6 separate regions of the Mus musculus genome follow, and regions 2, 3, 4, 5 and 6 are each linked to region 1. A link is a contact called in public HiChIP or PLAC-seq and promoter capture Hi-C data. All regions are on one chromosome and are shown on one strand. The core of a region is the stretch at or near the end of the contact, and the rest is flanking DNA. Distances in the headings are between cores, read along the strand shown.

What was found. Promoter capture Hi-C pulls out the DNA fragments that hold promoters and counts their contacts. HiChIP or PLAC-seq counts read pairs in DNA pulled down with a chosen protein or histone mark.
Region 2: an H3K27ac HiChIP or PLAC-seq map of embryonic stem cells shows a contact between it and region 1, with 2.7 times the contacts expected there. The contact joins the enhancer-like site here to the promoter of Ube2uos in region 1. A contact is called at or near these places in 5 of 39 promoter capture datasets (the C10 cell line, HPC-7-derived erythroid cells, embryonic stem cells and 2 more) and 3 of 115 datasets of contacts at active chromatin or transcription factors (astrocytes, embryonic hindbrain and embryonic stem cells).
Region 3: a contact with region 1 is called in a promoter capture Hi-C map of stem cell-derived epiblast-like cells, with 3 times the contacts expected there. The contact joins the promoter of E130102H24Rik here to the promoter of Ube2uos in region 1. A contact is called at or near these places in 1 of 39 promoter capture datasets (stem cell-derived epiblast-like cells) and 1 of 115 datasets of contacts at active chromatin or transcription factors (astrocytes).
Region 4: a contact with region 1 is called in a promoter capture Hi-C map of stem cell-derived epiblast-like cells, with 4 times the contacts expected there. The contact joins the promoter of Alg6 here to the promoter of Ube2uos in region 1. A contact is called at or near these places in 2 of 39 promoter capture datasets (cranial neural crest and stem cell-derived epiblast-like cells).
Region 5: a contact with region 1 is called in a promoter capture Hi-C map of hippocampal neurons, with 5 times the contacts expected there. The contact joins the promoter of Efcab7 here to the promoter of Ube2uos in region 1. A contact is called at or near these places in 9 of 39 promoter capture datasets (the 3T3-L1 cell line, cranial neural crest, embryonic stem cells and 4 more), 2 of 115 datasets of contacts at active chromatin or transcription factors (astrocytes and embryonic stem cells) and 1 of 9 other capture datasets (embryonic stem cells).
Region 6: a promoter capture Hi-C map of liver shows a contact between it and region 1, with 2.9 times the contacts expected there. The contact joins the promoter of Raver2 here to the promoter of Ube2uos in region 1. A contact is called at or near these places in 5 of 39 promoter capture datasets (cranial neural crest, embryonic stem cells, frontonasal cranial neural crest and 2 more) and 1 of 484 Hi-C or Micro-C datasets (embryonic stem cells).

The regions. Positions count from the first base shown.
Region 1 is chr4:100,526,370-100,529,325 of GRCm38.p6, forward strand. It overlaps Ube2uos (a long non-coding RNA gene), which reads right to left and starts at 1,520. Exons shown (of 2, transcript XR_867958.2): 1 at 1,225-1,520. The region is part of intron 7 of Ube2u (ubiquitin-conjugating enzyme E2U (putative)); the gene reads left to right.
Region 2 is chr4:99,668,987-99,671,942 of GRCm38.p6, forward strand. No RefSeq gene overlaps it. Among named protein-coding and RNA genes, the nearest start is that of Foxd3, 14 kb to the left of the region's middle. Within about 2 kb of position 1,430, at least 8 of the 459 cell types and tissues checked have an H3K27ac peak or open chromatin away from gene starts, as enhancers often do. A contact at or near this core is called in embryonic stem cells, where this site is marked.
Region 3 is chr4:101,354,755-101,357,710 of GRCm38.p6, forward strand. It overlaps E130102H24Rik (RIKEN cDNA E130102H24 gene), which reads right to left and starts at 1,494. Exons shown (of 2, transcript NR_040708.1): 1 at 1,327-1,494. The region is part of intron 1 of 0610043K17Rik (RIKEN cDNA 0610043K17 gene); the gene reads left to right.
Region 4 is chr4:99,714,130-99,717,085 of GRCm38.p6, forward strand. It overlaps Alg6 (asparagine-linked glycosylation 6 (alpha-1,3,-glucosyltransferase)), which reads left to right and starts at 1,501. Exons shown (of 15, transcript NM_001081264.1): 1 at 1,501-1,577.
Region 5 is chr4:99,828,039-99,830,994 of GRCm38.p6, forward strand. It overlaps Efcab7 (EF-hand calcium binding domain 7), which reads left to right and starts at 1,407. Exons shown (of 14, transcript NM_145549.2): 1 at 1,407-1,516. Itgb3bp (integrin beta 3 binding protein (beta3-endonexin)) reads right to left here and starts at 1,120. Exons shown (of 9, transcript NM_026348.4): 1 at 1,045-1,120. The coding sequence starts at 1,049.
Region 6 is chr4:101,067,651-101,070,606 of GRCm38.p6, forward strand. Raver2 (ribonucleoprotein, PTB-binding 2) reads left to right here and starts at 1,388. Exons shown (of 12, transcript NM_183024.1): 1 at 1,388-1,679. The coding sequence starts at 1,464. It overlaps Gm35956 (a long non-coding RNA gene), which reads left to right and starts at 1,687. Exons shown (of 2, transcript XR_867959.2): 1 at 1,687-2,956.

The DNA.
Region 1 (2,956 bases), core at 270-2,769:
ATCATTATAAAAAATGCTCCAAGAGTCTTCCTTCAAAAAGAGCCAGCACCTAGTTTACAAACGTAAACGGAGCCCTGACAGACTCTGCTGGCCTCGTTGTCTTCTGATAGTGCAGCTGGATGAGGGCCAACCCCCTCTTTTTTTAATGGCCTAATTTTCTGGCAGTAATGGAGATAAAGCTTTCAGATTGTAGAATGCTTCTTCAATGACTCAGAATACAAATACTCAGGAAACCTCTTTTAACTTCATCTATACACTTTTGTTTTTTATCGATGCTGAGATTATTAAAATCTCGTGCAGCTTTTCTAAGAGCTTTGCGTTTTATGGATAGGAGGTTGCTGAATTTTGATTTAGGTGTTAACACTTTTTCAGCTTTTCGAGCCACAAAAGCTATGTCTAGATATCAAGTCCATAACAATCATAGATGTATTCTTTGACAATACAGTCTTAGAGTGTGACTGTATATACTATGCTTTTAACTACCCCAGTTCATCATTGCTTGATTTATTCAAACCATATTTATTTACTGAACACCTTAATATATGTCATAAATAGCAATACATCTGCCTGAGGGGCTAGACATTCTTGTAACCCCCATCCCCTTTTTCAGGTAAAAATAATAATAAAACTAGGAGAAATCAGGTAATTTAACTAAGGTCATCTACATAGGAGAAAATCTCACAAACTGATAAGGAAGGTAAATTCTGGAGGCAAATTCCCATGACTTATCTTTGTTATCATTAACTGTGTGACATTGGTAAGTCTATTGCCCTCCTTGGCCCAGTTGCCTTGTTTATATAAAATGAGAATAATCACATACATTATAGGGCTGAAACACTTTGAGTGTGCCTCATGCCCAGAGCTCAGTGCACATGCCTACTCTCAATTATTAGCACTGTGGTCCAGAGTCTTAGACTAGACGGCTGGCTCTATATTTCCTTCCTATGGCACTATCCTGCCTTTACAATACGACAGCATATCATCACAGCATAGTGTGAGACTTTACAGTCAAACCCTGAAGGATTAGCAGAGTTTCTGAAATGTGTGTCACTGTCATTCACAATCACAGGAAATCAGATAGAGAAGTGTACCAGTGACCCCACTGTTCTCTGCCCGTCACTATAAAATGTCAAATAAAGGGTTTGGCAGAGAGAAAACCCATGCATATGGTTGTAGGAACAGCTCTTTAACGACAGAATATGATCCCCATACGGAAATGCTTACGTTCCAGGAAAGGAATTCCTGCGAGCTGCGAGCAGCGAGCAGCGTGCTGCGCAGCGCTGAGTGGAGGCTTCCTGGTACTTGTTGCTGTCAGCAGGCAAACCAAACAGCCTCCGGCATCAGGGGGCGCTTGCTTTTCACCCCAGGAGACTTTCATTCTTTGAGTCTTCCAAAGGCCCTTCCTTCCAGGCCAGAGGCAGTGCGCCTGCTTGCAGAGCCCAGTCTCTCAGCCACCGCTGCTCATTAGAGCCACCTGGAGAGCTTGTAAAGATTCCGACACAAAGGGCACACCCAAACCAACTCCATCAGAGCTGGCAGTAGGACTGGGTAGTGGTAGTTTTTGAAGGCTCCCCTGGTGATCATAACTGTGCAGCCACAGCTGGGATCACCATGATGTCAGAAGTTAGCGGCTCCTTAGCCCCGTGCTAGTTTTGCGACATACAGGTAAGTAAATTGAAGGAAGTGGCTAGTGGCTTAACTAATGGAACGCCATCTTTCATCCCTACCAATGAGCAAAGAATATTCACCCGACTTTTAGGTGCTCTGTGGCCGAATGAGATAGTATTGTATGCAAACAGAACACACTAGTGGAAGCTGTACCGTCTTTTCTGGATTCGACAGTCCATGCAGAGAAGATGGGCAACTTTTAAGTCGACTTCTGCATAGGCAGAACAAGTAGTAGGTACATCCTTATCAGTGATAGGGGGACCAAGTGACACACGAGAGCCTGAATTTTCCTAGATTTTGAGAGACCTAAATCAGGCCAAACCAGGATGCCTGGCTTCAGTGCCCACGATGAGGCAATGTTGGAAAATTTGTTAAAGACATTGTAACAGATTTAAGCATGAGAATTACAAGACAAATACACCTGAGTGGGTTACATGTTTCTCAAGAGAAAGCAGGAAAAATAAGGCGAAGGCATAGGCTTCTCAACGGAGCATGGCCATTGTCTCCGTATTATCCATTTTGGTGACTCTCAAGTTACATCTCAAAAGGTTGCTCTGAGGATCCAGGCCCCCTTTTGTTCTCCTTTGGTAAGTGAGATTGTAAAGTGGTTCAGGAGGAAGACTGGATGGAATTATAATCTGATAAAGGGAAACCAGAGTCCCTAGGGTTGTACAAGGAGTTTAGTACACATGCGTCCTTTCCCTGCAAATGGGGTTTCTGGGGAGATTCCTAGAAAATTACAGGTTTACAGCTGGGAAACGAGAAAGGCTTTAAGCAATTGTTAATTGGGCATTCTTGGTTTCCTGCTGGCAAGGGGCTTCAACTGAATTCCTAGGAGAGGAGTATTTTCTCTATTCTTATTCCTCCCACCCCACCCCATCTCTTCACACACACACTCTCTCTCTCTCTGCCTTTCTATCATGCTTCATTGTGTGTGTGTGGGGGGGGGGGGGGGGAATGTAGGCAGGCACCAGGCCCTGGGTTCTATCCCCACCACTGCAAAAACAAACAAATCCCAGAATGGAAACAACACTGTAATTTTCAAGAAAAAGAATTACATTATGGAAGAGAAAGGATTATGTGATGAAAGCCATGGAGGGACACTTTTCTGCCATAGCTTATAAAACTGTCCCACAAGCACTGTGAGGCAGTGATTTCACCCTTTAGAATTTAGGGTACAAATTTCAAGACCCCTCTGCCCCTTTGTGTCTCTCCTGTCCCCGTCCTCCCTGGGTTTCTTCTTGTCAGCATCAGTCTTTTGAACAGTTGGCTGGGTCCTGGAGACAAG
Region 2 (2,956 bases), core at 180-2,679, 860 kb before region 1:
ACAAAATCATCTGGCTGTAGGTTCAGGTAGCTTCCATGAAACCACTTGAGACCCTGAACTACAAATGATACTCTGGTTAAGGCATTGCCAAACAGTTTAGTTAATCAAGTTAAACCAAGTCTCAGTGAAAAAGTAAGAGAAAAAAGAAAATGACAAGAACATCCCAATGTGAAGTGGCCCCGAATCCTCACTACACGTGGGCTGCAGGGAAGTGGGTGGGAAAAGCATTTACATTCAGCTTCTCATTTCCCACCCGAAATTGGCTCAGTGGTTTTGTTCCACCAGACCTTGAAGAGACAGGTATGAAAGTTCACACCAAAATCCCTAGATTCGGGAAGTGAAGAAGTTGAGGCAGGAGGATCTGGGCTGCATAGAGTTTGAGTCCCAGTTACATAGTGAAAGCCTATGTCAAACAATCCCACTTTTCCTGTGTTGAAATCCTAACCCACAAGGTGACACTGGCAGGAGGCATGACCTTCTGCACGTCAGTGACTCCTGCGTGCAGGTGAAGAGGATCAATGCTCTTCCTGCTTGGCTGTCCTAAGCCTTTCACCTTGTGTATGTAGATAAAACAGCCTTGCTGTACAACTTAGGTATATACTATAATGGCAACATAAAATGGAGTTATCATAGACAGTACGATCCAAGAAAGTAGGTAATAATTGTTTTAAAATCCAGCTGGAGGGAAGGCCCAGCATTCGGAGTGCTTGCTCTTCTTATAGCCAGCCGACCCAGGTTCAGTTCCTAGAAACCACATTGGTGGCTCACAACCACTCAAAAGCACCTTTCTGGGGCATATAAACCCATATGGATAACATACTCAATTCATATAAAATTAAATGATATTTTTAAAATTAATTAATCAAGCCAGACAAGGTGGCACATCTAATCCCAGCTCTTGAGAGGCAGAGGCAGGCAGATTTCTGAGTTTGAGGCCAGCCTAGTCTACAGAGAGAGTTCCAGGACAGCAGGGCTACACAGAGAAACCCTGTCTCAAAAAAAGAAGATTATAATAATGAGGAGGAGGAGGAGAAAGAGGAAGGAAGGAAGGAAGGGAGGGAGGGAGGGAGGGAGGGAGGGAGGGAGGGAGGGAGGGAGGGAGGGAAGAAAGAGGATATCTCAGAGAAATCTCTTCTACCTTCTAAAACCACTCTGAGCAGATGGCCATGTTCAAGGAAGCCATTTCTCACACTGAATCTATCTCAGGAACAGGCTGGCTCCCTCTAGAACTATAGGAATGCAATTCTGTCATTGATAAAGACCAAAAGGTTGTAGACCCAAGTAGACAAAAGAATCTCCTTAAAAATGTGGATTCTTTAACAGGCCTGGTTGTTCGTGCTGGTAACCCGTGCCCTAGGGAAACTGAAGTCATGGGCTGCATTGTAGGTCTTGTGCAAACAAAGGGAGTTGGGCGTGGTGGCACATACCTGAATCCCAGCACTCAAGTACAGGTACAGCAGGTGGAGCTCTGCAAGTTTGAGGACTGCTTAGTGCACACCCCTTGTTCCAGGGCATCCAGAGAGCCAGGGAGCAGAGGTGGGGTGTCCGGGGGAAGGGGAAGAAACAATGATAATAGGAGTTTGACTTCAGGACCTACTTCCACAAGTTGTCCTCTGACCTTCATACATATGCCCTGACAAGCTCCCCTGGGTGTGCGTATGTACACAATCAATGGATGTAATAAAAATGATAACAAGAGCTTAGAACTTCCTTGACTTGTCACAGTCTGCACAAATGGAACCCACAATAACGTTCTTCAGGCCAGCCACTCTTACTTCAAATGGCCATGGCGCATTGGCTCATATTGGCCATTTGGTCACTAAATATAATGCTGTCATGTGGAGCAGGAGAGCAGAGGAAGACAGCCTAGTAATGGTCTGGGACAATTATTGAGCTGTGCACTATTTTATACATAGGAAAGGTAAAGAAATGTTGTACTTTGCTGCCTTACTTTTGTTTATTTTGATTCTTTTTTTTTTTCTTGGTTTTTCTAGACAGGGTTTCTCTGTATAGCCCTGGCTGTCCTGGAACTGACTCTGTAGACCAGGCTGGCCTCGAACTCAGAAATCCACCTGCCTCTGCCTCCCGAGTGCTGGGATTAAAGGCATGCGCCACCATGTCCCGCTCTTATTTTGATTTTTGAGCCAGAGTTGGTTTGTTTTCTTTTGTCTGCTTTTGTTTTGCCTTGTTTCCTTTTTTGAGACAGGGTCTCATTAAGTGGATCTGGTTCTCTTGGAACTTGCAGAGATCCACCTGCCTCTGCCTCCCAAATTCTGGGAATAAAGGCACCGCACCCAGCCTCCTGCTGTAATATTTGAAATGCTAACTTGGCCTCCCTCCCTTGCTCCCACCCTTCCTTCCTTCCTTCCTTCCTTCCTTCCTTCCTTCCTTCCTTCCTTCCTTTTTTCCTCCCTCCCTTCCTTTTTAATTCTTGGAATACTAAGAACTCCATTGCCACTGAGCTACATTTGTTGCTAGCTTTCCATTCTCACAGAGCTTTCTTGTGATCTCCCAAGTTCTCTGAAAGTCAGAAGCACAATGGCAACTGGACTTGCCTGGCTCAGACCTCCCACCTACTAGTGATGTAATCTGTACAGTGAAGAAACGTCTGCTTCAGTAAGTTATAGTTCTCCTCAGTCATAATGCTTGCAATTATTCCTGATTTTTACAAAAAATAACAAGTAGTACCTGGGTGTGATGATACAATCCTTTAAGTCCAGGACTTAGAAGATAGAGACCAACAGATCTTCTAAGATGGAGGCCAGCCTGGTCTACATAGCAAATTTCAGTCTGACCAGGACTATATAGTGAGACCCAGTCTTAAAAAACAGAATATTAATGGGACCAGCCTTGTGTGAGTCTGCTGCTTATAATCACAGGCGTTGAGAGTTGAAGAGATCAGGACCCTGTCATGCCCTTAGGACAGTGTTCAACAGCACTTCATTCTCTCTTCAAT
Region 3 (2,956 bases), core at 244-2,743, 830 kb after region 1:
CATAGGTGGTGAACGATCCCCCTCTCACCATCCCTCACCTCTCCTTCCCTCTGGAGTCCCAGTTAGTCACTAGCCAGGAAGAAAATCAACTCTAATAACAGGCAATCACACTTGCATATTTTATATTCCAAACATAATAAATGAAAAGACAGAGAAAAAAATTGCCTAGTTCTAGGAAAGGGGTGGGGGTGGCTATCTCTCCCCATCCACTCTCTCCAATATAAGGCCAGGAGGAGCAAAAGGCACTGCAGAAAACAGCTGTTAGGAAGAATTCAGGAGGCTCCGGGAGGAGAATGCTACGGGGGTTTTGGAAACCGGAACTTGAGGACACCCCCCCCCAAATCCTTTCTTCTTCCCTCCCTCTTGGAAGAGACTTGGGGCTGGGTGTGCCTTCTGCTTTGAGAAGCATTTGGCTCGGTAGAAAGGCAAGGGGCCAGGGTGCGGCCCACAGGGAATAAAAGCTTAGGCCTGGCTCTGGGCTAAGTTTAGTGGGAGATAGAGGAGACCGGAGAAGTGCAGGTCTGAGTGGAAGACCTACTGTGGAATTAAAAAAAAAAAAAACCCTCACTAGGGGCAGGGCGGGAGACACCTCTCTTTTTCAACTTAAACTCAACAGTTCATTGCCGGTGGGAAGAAGGGTGAAGAAAGAGACAAATTTTAACGTAAACTGTGAATTGCAACTTCTGGGGACTAGAGAGGGCTGACGTACCAACGCTATCAGCAGGTGAAAAGAAGCGCCTTTTACCAATTCTGGGGTGTCGAGGTCTGGCCAAGCTCTGGTGGGCAGGGCACTGTCTGGCTTCTTAGCTCACCTCGCCTCCAAAGCGGGAAGAAGCATAGGTGTGGTCTTTCTCCAGGAAGGTGGCAGCTGGCTTCGCGGGGCAAGGGAAAGGATTCCTCACCGGGAAGGCGGGGAGGAGCCCCGGGGTCAGCTGCGGCCAGGAGCCGGGGTCTTCGCCAAGTCCCCTCCCCCTCCTGAAAACCGACCTGGACTAGGATCGATTACAGCAACACCCTCTCGCCTTCCCAATAATTTCGCAAATAATAGTAATAAGCCCAGCCCCTCTGGCGCACGTTTAAAACAAACAAGCAAACAAACAAAAACCCAGAGCCCTGAGCGGTGGAAACAAACAGGTGAGTCCAGGGAGAAGCGGGAAAGAGTGGGGGATAAGAGGGGGGGCGTTCCCAAACGTAAGGGGAAACAGAGGTTCTCCCAACCTCTCTCCATTTTCCTTCCCCCTGCCCCCCAAGAGTCTGCGTGACAGGCTAGGTACCGCAAAGCCCACTCTGACAGCCTTCCCGCAGCCCGCGCCCCCGCCTGCCTACCCTAGGCTCCCGTGTCCAGGCTTCGGGGACCGCGCGGCGCTCGCCCGCACCCCGGCCCGCCACCGCCGCCGCGGGGACTCCGCTCTTCCTCTCTCCGCCTCCTCCTCGCAGACTCCTCCCGCCGGATCCGTCATGTAAACAACATCCCGGCTCTATTTCCAGCGGCCGCGGGACGGCGAGGGAACCGCGCCAGCGCCCAGCCACCGGGCGGGGGTGGGGGGAAAAGCGAGTGCGCCACAGCTCCGGGCCTGGCCCCGAGCTGCCGCCCCGCGCGGTCCGCCGCCTACCGGAGCTGGCGCCGAGCGCCCAAAGGCGTCCAACAGCAGCCTCCGCCCCCGCCGTCGTCTCCGGGCTCCGGGATACGGGGCCGGCCCGGGTGCGAGCGCCGTGCGCGCGCCGCACAGCCGCTCTCTGCGCCCCGCGGGCCGGCCAGGGCGCGCCGCCAGCCCGGGGCCGAGAGCGCAGCACCCGGAGCGCGCACACGGACGCCGCCCCCGCGGCCGCGCGCACCCCGCACCCACCTGCGCCCTCGGGGGTCCCGAGCCCCCCTTTCTTTGTTCATCCCGCTATTTGCATGAGGATTATCTAATGACGCAGCAAGGCTCGCCACAACGTGACCGTCGCCATTTTTCTGTTTTTATTCTAGCTTTGCCATGTGATAGATTGGGGAAGGGGGGGGGGGGGTGGAAAAGGGAGAGAGACAGGATTGAAGGAAAAAAAAAAAAAAAAAAAACTTCCGGGTCTCATGACCGGGAAGGGAGAAAAACAAAAGGGAGACGAGACACAACTCCAGGCGAAGGACGTGGTGCGTGTGCGCGCGTGCGCGCCGGTCTCTCCGTGCCCAGGAGCCGGAGGCTGGGGTGCTCCAAGCATCCTCCCATCATCAGGGTCCGCGGATCCTGGTTGTGCGGGCCTTGTGCTCCATCCTTCTGCTGGGTACCCGGCTGCCTGCCCTTGCCTGGCTCCAGTGGCTCAGTGGTCCATTCAAATAACAGAATCGGAAGACCGCTGCATTTTCTAAGTTGTAAAACAGTTCGCTCCGAGGACCCCCACATGGCGAGGGCAGGGGGAATCAGACCAGTTCAGATTTTCTTTCTGCTTCCTTTTCTCTTTTCCTAAAGCTGGACGCACAGCTTAGGGATGGTTTGTGGCGTTGCGGGCTTTTTGGTTTGGTTTGGTTTGGTTGGGCGAGGGCGTGCATCGTGGCTGGATTTATTGAGGTAGAAATTTAAATAAAAGGTTCAGTGCTAGGAAGGGTTGAGAAGACTGCTGCAGAGCTTTGGGCCGATTCGTGTTCTACCGTGTTAATTCACATTCACAGGACGTGATAGGTGCCCAGAGTTCACGGTTGCTGAAAGGATAAATGTCTGGAACTCTGCCAGGTCTCAGTGACAGAGTTTGGTGCTTTCGGTTACTTGTGTGTGTTCCTTCAAGAGCTTTCACTTTTGTTTCTCTTCTGCGTGCCTCTCGTATGATTGAAAGCAGAAGTGGACCTTAGCGTTGACTAGGGCGCTACCACTTACAGGTGAGAGACACAGGGTAGGTCTAAGCTAAATACCGTGTTAGACCCCAGTTTGTTTGGACCGAGAGACAGCTGAGGGGGTAAAGTAGAGCCTAGCACCGTGCAGCT
Region 4 (2,956 bases), core at 251-2,750, 810 kb before region 1:
ACACGCTCACTTAAGTACAGCTGCTTATCTTTCTTCCCCATTAGCTCCCTCATTTCTTCAGCAAATAAAAACGTTCTATCTTTAGCTCCAGCATCTTTCCTAGGTTCTGATTCACAAGTGGCACACAAGTGTTAGTATTTTGTTGTGTTGACATCACATCAAATTCACTACAGTGTAGCATCTTCTTCCAAGTCGATTCCAAGCTTCCCAACACACTACCTTGGGGACCATCCCATAATATTCTTTCCTTTAACCTTGCTGTCCTGCACACTTCCTACATTACAAAGACCTTTACACATCCCCTGTCCCATTGACCCTTCCTAGTTCTCACCCTGGTCTAACCATAACTTTTCCCTCTGACACATCCATTATCACCTGTGTCTGATTTTTCTTTCAAAGCTAAGGTGGCTCATTCAGGAAGAAGCCTTTCCTGACAGTTAATAGTTTACACCGAGTCCAAGTCTTGTCTTAACTCCCATGGACTGTGGTGTGTATACTACTAATGTGACAGTGTGCACTTCATTGTGCTGCTTTCTATTCTTTTTTTGCATGGGAAATGCTTTTTGAAGAGAATTTTGTGAGAGCAGAGACTCCAGTGTAGTCAAACAGGTGAGCTCTAGGTTGAGTGAAAGACTGTCTCAAAATGTAAGGTGGGGATGGATAGAGAAAGACACCAGCATCGACCTTTGATCTCTTCAAGTACACACAGGTAACACATACTTCTTCCCCCACCCCCAATTCACCTCCCCCAGCAATACTCAATATTTGTTTTCACTTATGTCAGAGTTGGTGTCTACAAAATGGCACAAATCAAAAGCAGGGTGTGAGGGAAGGAGGGGGATATTATTTTTGGCAAATGTGGGAACGGATGGTTCAAGTTGCCTGATGGGGCATGTAGTGTCTATTCTGGGACGGAGTTTTTTTTTTTTTTTTTTTTTTTTGGCGGGTCAGGGACAGGGTCTTGCTGTGTATCTCAGGCTGACCCTCTTACTCTCCATCCTCTTGCCTCAGCCTCCCTAGAGGTGAGAATGTCACCGTGTGTAGCTATTGCTGCTCATAGGCTCAACCCAGAGGCTCTAGAAACGGTTTCTCACTAGAAGTAACTTCTCAACTTTACTGGGGCAAGTAGTCTTTGCTTAGCTCTAAGAAAGTAGGCTGGCTGCTGTAGGGCACTGACCCAGGAGGAAGACCTGCCACTCGGGATGAGGACTGGCCAAGGGCTCGCCAGTGCGAAGAGCGCAGGAGCCGCCCCTCACAGGAATCCGTGGGCTAAGCAGCCGCTCAAGCTTTGGCCGTGGTCCCGGGAAAGAGGAGCAAGGGGCTTTCCACCTGCCCCTGACCTAACCCCAGCCGCCAGGCTTCTCGAATTCCAGGGCTTGCACCCCGCCTCCCGCAACGTGGCAGTCTAGCTCTCCCAGTCCCGCCCCTCCACGATGACTCCGCCCACCACTCCGCCCCCTCGCCTTACGGGCTCGCTCCCGTGAGCGCCGCTGGGAGCGCGCGTGCTCCTCGGGCTGTGAGTGCGCAGGCGCATTCGCTGGTTCTCTGCGGGCGCCAATTCTGGAGAGCAGAGGCTGGTAAGAGCCTGGGGTTGCCGAGGTCTGGAGGCGGCAGGCGTCGGGAGGTCCCGGCAGCCGGCTCGAGCGGGCTTCTCGGGGGCTTGTTGGGAGGTCTCGCCCATCCCCGAGATCCCCGGCGTGTGGCTGTCCTGCAGAAGTGACGCGGCCTGGCCGGATTGGCCTCGGCGACCCTGTCCCCGCCGTCCTGTGGGTCTGTCCCTCCCGAGGCTGATGTCCCGAGGGTACCTTAGCAGGAAAAAGAAGTCTGGGACTTGACGGTCTGGCCCCTTGTCGGGATGTGCCTGCTATCTGTGCGTGGCCTCCTGAGAAAGTTGCTGAGCTGCTCTTGCAGGTGGCACAGCAGTCGCCTGCTGTTTAAGGGGGAGATAGCCCGAATGGTGGCACTGGGAGGCAGAGGCAGGAGGATCTCAGGTTTCCAGGCCAGCCTGTTCTACATTGGAGAGTTTTAGGCTAGCCAGAGCAACACGGTGAGACCTCGTGTTTCACTGTGTTTCACACAGGACTTCCGAAAATGTAGTATCCCTCACTCTCTCCTCCCTTCTCCTGCCCACATTTGTCCACCCCGACTACCTTCTCTAGTCAAGTGGGTTCCTGCTTTCTGCCAACCGAACTCTAAGGATGGAAGGACATTGAAAGGACTAGAAATGATCTTTGCTCGCATAGCAATTTTGTTCTGAATAACAAGTGAATGGCATTTCCTCATAAGCTCGTTTGTTGGAATAACATGCTTGCAGAACCATACTGTACATAATTCTACTGGAACTTGTTGCTCATCACTCACCCAGGGAACGTATCTTTTTCTGTTTCTCAGTTCAAATAACAATATTCATTTCATCTCACAAGACCTCTCCAGAGAACCCCCCTCCTCATTAACCCTACCCCCTTAGGTAATTTTTGTTGTTGTTGTTTCTGTTGTTGATCTGTGGCTTTAAAAATGTATGGTTAAATACAATGCAGGGTGTTCTTTCAATTCTTTTTTTTTTTTTAATTTTTTATTAGGTATCGTCCTCATTTACATTTCCAATGCTATCCCAAAAGTCCCCCATACACTCACCCCCACTCCCCTCCCCACCCACTCCCCCTTTTTGGCCCTGGCGTTCCCCTGTACTGGGGCATATAAAGTTTGCAAGTCCAATGGGCCTCTCTTTCCAGTGATGGCCGACTAGGCCATCTTTTGATACATATGCAGCTAGAGTCAAGAGCTCCGGGGTACTGGTTAGTTCATAATGTTGTTCCACCTATAGGGTTGCAGATCCCTTTAGTTCCTTGGCTACTTTCTCTAGCTCAATTTATTTATTTTTTTTATTAATTTGTAGTACCATACATGTGTGCTGGCTAGTTTACTGTCAATTCGACAAGCTAGAGTAGGAAGCTTT
Region 5 (2,956 bases), core at 157-2,656, 700 kb before region 1:
ATTTTGGTTCCTCACTTCTGTAAACAGATCAGGAACATAGTTTACACACCAAATTCATTTTCATTCTTTTCCTGCTTAAGTTTTGTTCCCTCATCTTTGCCAGCAATGTTATAATAGACATTTTTCTAATGCATTAAAAGATAAACCTTTTTAGAATGGTGAGTTAATAAATATTGTTATTTCCGAAGGTCCTCCTTCTTTTATGTCAGCTCATATCTTACACAAGTATCCCCGATAATATCTTAGTTTGCATTTTACTCAAACAGGAAAATGTTACCCTAGCAGGAAGTACCTAAATCAGCCTGGTACGGGGGTAGCCAAAGAAGTATTACAAGAGTTAGGTCTTCCTCCTCCCTCAAATTCTTTAAAAAGACCCTGTTTTTTTTAAAAACAAAACAAAACAAAAAAAAAAAAAAACCTGTTTATACAACCGCTAACTGTGCTTTATATAGCCTATGTAGGGTAGCCGAAGGGTAGCAGTCTAGCACAATACCCATCTCTACTATGGTCATTTTCGGTAATCACATTATTGGGGTTGGGCTGTAACTTAAAGATGACCCAATACAAACCCACTTTTTACTTTTTTCAAGCTTATTTTTATAAGTAAGAAAAGTAAATCACTTATTACTGAGTTGCTAAGTGATAATCTTAAGAATCTTTCAGTGCCTGAAATCCATTCAGTCCATGAAATCTCTCCCGAGTTTCAGAGAACTCACTACACAAATGCTTAACAAGCATTTAAAAATTCTACAAATTACAGAGAAATGTTTACTTAATATACTCTTTCATTCTTAGTCATTTCAAGTTAGACATTACTCAGATTTAGCCCGCAGCTTACACAATGATGTGAAGTTTTAAGAGTCAAAGAAGTGTTGGAAGGGTAGAGGTAGGTTGGGAATACCAAGCATCCCGACGCTGTCAACAGAGAAAAGTTTATAGAAATAAAAAAGACAAGGTGACCATGGGACGGCATACTCTTCCTGTATACTCTTTTTGCTCATAGAGGGCCCACAAAACAGCAACGTCTGGGGAAGGGATACCTACGGCATTTCGGGACTCCGTTGCTGGACAGAACCAACTGAGAAACCGCAAACGCGGAAGCATAAAAAGCCCGCGTAGTAAGCGCTGGATGAGGTGTCACCCCGTATGCAGCTCGCCGGAAACAGTCTCCGCGCGAGAAAGAGCCTGAACGTGTTCAAGGAAATGGTGCAGGGAGTCTAAGGCCAGAATCCATTTAGCCCCAGCCGCATGCAGCGCACGACCCTCCTCACTATTGTGGACATGCCAGCCTCGCAACAGATAAGCTACAATGCCATGGCTGTTCTCTCTCGGTCAATGGTCCACAAATCTCTGGTCGGAGCGTTTGGAAGGTGCTCTGCCTCTTATTTCCGGTGGCGGCGAGGCGCAGTTGCTATGGTAATCTAAAAAAGGCGGAGGTCTGTCCGGTTGCGCCGAGAGGTTCGCGGATCTACTAACGAAAATTGGCTGCTCTTCTTGGTTTGTGAGCTGAAATTAGGTAGCCACCAAGCCTCTCTCTTGCTCTGTCGCTCGCTCTGCTCTTCATTGTGCGGCCGCCTCTCCCATCTGCTACGTTTACTTCTGTGTCCTCCTAAGAGCCGGTGCATGCCCCGAAACACACAAGGGGATGCAGCATCGTGGCCAGAGGAGTACAAAAAACGGAGAGAGCTTGTCTGGGATTAGTTGTGACTGTTTCACGGTGCAGCGACGGTGACTGGATGGCTCTCTGTTTTCATTTGGCCCTTTAGACGCCTTAGGCGCTTTTAACAGTTTATTTTTCCTGCTTATTGTGTGCCTAGTTATTTATGGAGCCGTTTGCTACAATATACTCTCCAGGCCCCTGTCTCAGACTTGGGCTAGAATTTTAAATAAAAGGTGGTTTCCGAGCCCTAGGGGTGCAATTATATATTTATTTAAGCTTCAGTTTGGACTGTCTTCACAGGAAGGGAAAGAATAGAATTCTGGAACATTTCTGTCCAGGGATTTTCATGTGAGAATAACCCCATTTGGAAGGAGCACTTGAAGATCCTTAAAAATGTTTTTAAATTGCTTGCTGTAAGCCGAGTGCTTGCTCTTCCTTATTGGAATAGTTTTCTTTCCCGTTTGTGAGATGGCGCGCACGCATATGTGTTTAAAACCGATGTTTAATTATGGTGATACCAATTTGCAGTAACCAGACTGTGACACCACATCCCTATGGGGTCCTTCTAAATCTGGTGTAATATGAAAGTGTCAGGCAGGCGGTCTGTGTATTATAAATAGGGTACTTCATCCATGATAAGCGATTATTATCTTTCTTTCCCAAGTGTAAAAGACCTACATAATTCAAGAAGGTGCCAGTGATTTAGGCCTCCTGAGTATGAATCCAATGAGTCCTGAAGGGGACCCTACCTGTGTCATCTTATTGTTCAACTTGAACTATTCAATTTATTAGATTGGAATGTATTTTTAGAAGTCAACGCAGGATAAAGCAATGTTGGAAGCCATTAGACCACCAGAACAATTTTGCCCTGCATAGTAGCCTTTGTTCAATAAACCTTCATTCACATTAAAAGAAGAAATGACTGAGATTTCACAAATTACCACTGACTGGGTGACATCTCTGTCCCTCAATTTCATCATCTGTAAAATGGACAAAAAGTGCCTGGTCAGTGTAGAAAGGATTAAATAAGACGTTTGATTGTATATTAATGTCTTATGAGCAGACATGCTGTATAGACACTAAATATTATTACTAGTAAAGGAACTTTATAAAGCTCAATGTAATCGGTGGAACTTCAAATATCCAGTGATTTGACATGAGCTGTATTATAGAAATGTGAATGAAATGATAGTTAATCCTGCTATGGGGGGATCCAACTGCAGTTGATTTGCATTAAAAAAAAAACCTCACTGTTGGGGAATTTCACTCCATGTATGTTTTCTTTAGCATTTGTGT
Region 6 (2,956 bases), core at 138-2,637, 540 kb after region 1:
TCTCTATCTTCTTTCACCTAATGATCTGGAGGTTCACCTACCTTTTGGCAGCCTTCGCCTTCCTTTTATAGCTGAACAATATTCCACTGTGGGTACAGACTGTAATAGGCCTATTGGATCTTCTCTCTGTGTCTAGGGAATAGGGTTGTAAATACTGGGGCACCGCCCTCACTCATGTTAATGATGTAAGTATTCTAGAACAGTCTGAGGACTATTAACCGTAATTTTGGGGTAGAGTGATTACAGATGACTTATTTTTATAATATTTAGAACATTGAGCCTAATCACACCAGCTTCCATTTCTTCATGTGTAATGGGAAGAAAATAAGCTTTGCCTAATTGGATTTTTTTTAAAGGGAAGCACTGTAACATACTTAGAAATATGTGGGTGGCACCTGCTCAGTACTGAATTTATGATTTTATTCATTTGATGTGTGTGTGTGTTTCTCTGGAAGCCAGAAAAGTGCATTGGATCCGCTGGAGGCAGAGTTACAGGTAGTTGTGAGCCATCTGACTTGGGTACTCGAATTAGTACTGTGGTCCTCTGCAAGAGCAGCAAGTGCCCTAAAGCGATACGCCATCTCTCCAGCCCTTTCATGATATTTAAAGCATTTTCCTTTAACAGATCACTTGCTGGGTTAAACAGGCTTTTTTTTTTTTTTTTTTTTTTTTGTGCATTTTCATGGGGCACACTTAAGTAAGGTGTGTGTTCCTATTTGCTAATAGTCATTACAGCTGGTGAGAGTTGAAGGGTATTTATTATATTTTGTAGATCTCACTTTAACTAGGTATATCTTTCCACAGTATGTCTCCTTCCAAGTTTCAATTCAAATAATCAAGGAACTTATTCCCCTGCCTTCTGCCGAAGCTGTCCTAGTCTTTGTTTCAGCTTTGATTTGTGTTGCAAATACAACTAGCCAGGTTGTCATCTTAGGCCGCAAAGGGACCGATGAAAGATAATGATTTCTTATACACAACCAGGAAAATTTGTTATGCTCAGGTCTTACTAAATAATACCAAACCTTCCCCCAGAATATTTTTAGATAAATCTCATATGTTATTTTTCATCGAAAACTTAACTTTGCCAAATGCGCACTTCTTGATGTGTCAGAATTGAGGCCAGGAGTTCTCTGGCCTGCGCAGTGGCGCCTGAGGCCCTCGGATTTGAGAGGCGAGGCCGAGCGCGGCGAGCTAGGGGTAGTGTTGGTAGGGGTTCGAGTCCCACCATGTTACCGCGTCCTAGATTCCGCAGGTGTCCTGCAGGGGGAGGGGGCGGAGCGTCGGGGGCGTGGCTGGATAGGGCGTGTCTCCGGGCTCCGCCCCTCCCGCGTCGGCGGCTGCGGCGCCTCCCCCGCCCGCGCGCCCTTGCTCCGCGTCCGGCCCGCCTCGCCCCCGCGCGGCCTCTCCGCTTTCTCTCCCGCTTCGCTCCGGCCTCTCCGAGTCTGCAGCGGGGCGCCGGGAAGATGGCGGCGCGGGGAGGCGGCGCGGGGGGCGCGGGCTCGGGATCCGGACCCTCTGCTGGGACGGCGGGGGAGGCCGCGGAGCCCGCGCTGCGCCCGGGGGAGGTGGCTGCGCTGCACCCCCAGGAGGTGGCTGCACGGCTGCAGCGGATGCGACGGGAGCTGAGCAACCGGCGGAAAATCCTAGTGAAAAACCTGCCCCAGGACAGCAGCTCCCAGGTATGGGCACCGGGCCGGGGTGACCGGGGCGGGTTTGGGGACACCGCAAAACCGGAGGAGACCGTAATGGTCCCGGCGCCTAGGAGAGAAGGAGGTATGCGCACCGAGCCCAGAGCCCTTTGCCTCGACGAAGCCTTTCTGCAGCCAGCGAGAGCAGCGTGTTGGGAAACTGAGGCTGGGCAAGGCGGAGCGGCTCGTGCAAGGTCAGGGGGTTCTGGGGCGGATGCTGCCACGTCTGGTCTGTACTTTGTGTTCCCTCCAGCCCAAGGCGGTGTTGAAGGTGAAGGCGCGTGGTGGGGAGCTGAGGAGCTCAGATTTAGGGGGCTGGCTTCCGGAGCCCCTCGAGAAGGGAAGGGGTCCCGCGTAGGGTGTTGGGGACTTGGATTGCCACGGGGGCGGGGTCACGGGAAAGCTGGGCGAGTTCTTCTGCAGAAGCACTTGACCAAGTTTGTATGAAACAACTTTGCTCCGCTTGTTAAGGCCGCAGAGAGCAGAGGCTGATACTGCGCCGGCAGTCTTGCAGCCTTCTGCCAAACCAAGTATGGCAGGATTTGTTTCTGTGCTTGCGCGGAGTTTAAAGCTAAGCAGCTCGCAGTCTTTAATCCAGATTAACTGTTGCTTCTTGGATTAGAAAGCCCGAGTCGACTTAACTTCTTTTTTTTTTTTTCCCTGATTGCGAAAGTTAAAATCTTATTGTAGGAGCGCTAGAGAATTTGAAGGATTTTCTCGGGATTCATATTCATTCATTCTCATTCATAGCCCTCCCCATTTTTTTCTCTCTGTTTTTCCCTCTTTTCCTCTCCTTTCTTTCTTTGAGACAGCGTGCCAAGTATCCCCAGGCAGGCCTTGAATTTCTGATCCTCCTTTCTCCACCTACCATGTGCTAGGATTTCAGGTGTGTACCACAGGCTCGGCGCAACAGTCCTGCATGCATGAGAGAGTGTGTGTTTATTACTCCCAAGACTTCATGAATGCATGCAACACTCTACCAACTGAACTATAACCATGTTGTCTTTCTTCCTTTTCTTGTGCACAAGTATGCACATGCATTTGTTTTTGTTTTTTATCAAAAACATGAAACAATGTAGCATTCTTTAGGTTTCCTACAGTTTTCCTGAAGATGCTTGTACGTTGCATGTATAGGTATTTGGTGTAAACTAGATCTGCCTTGATAGGTCGGACCACGGAAGGAATTTCATAAACCCACCCTATTCTGTTATGAAATTCCTCATACAGAGTTCATACAGAGTTGCAAGAGGACTGGTTAGTGACAGTTG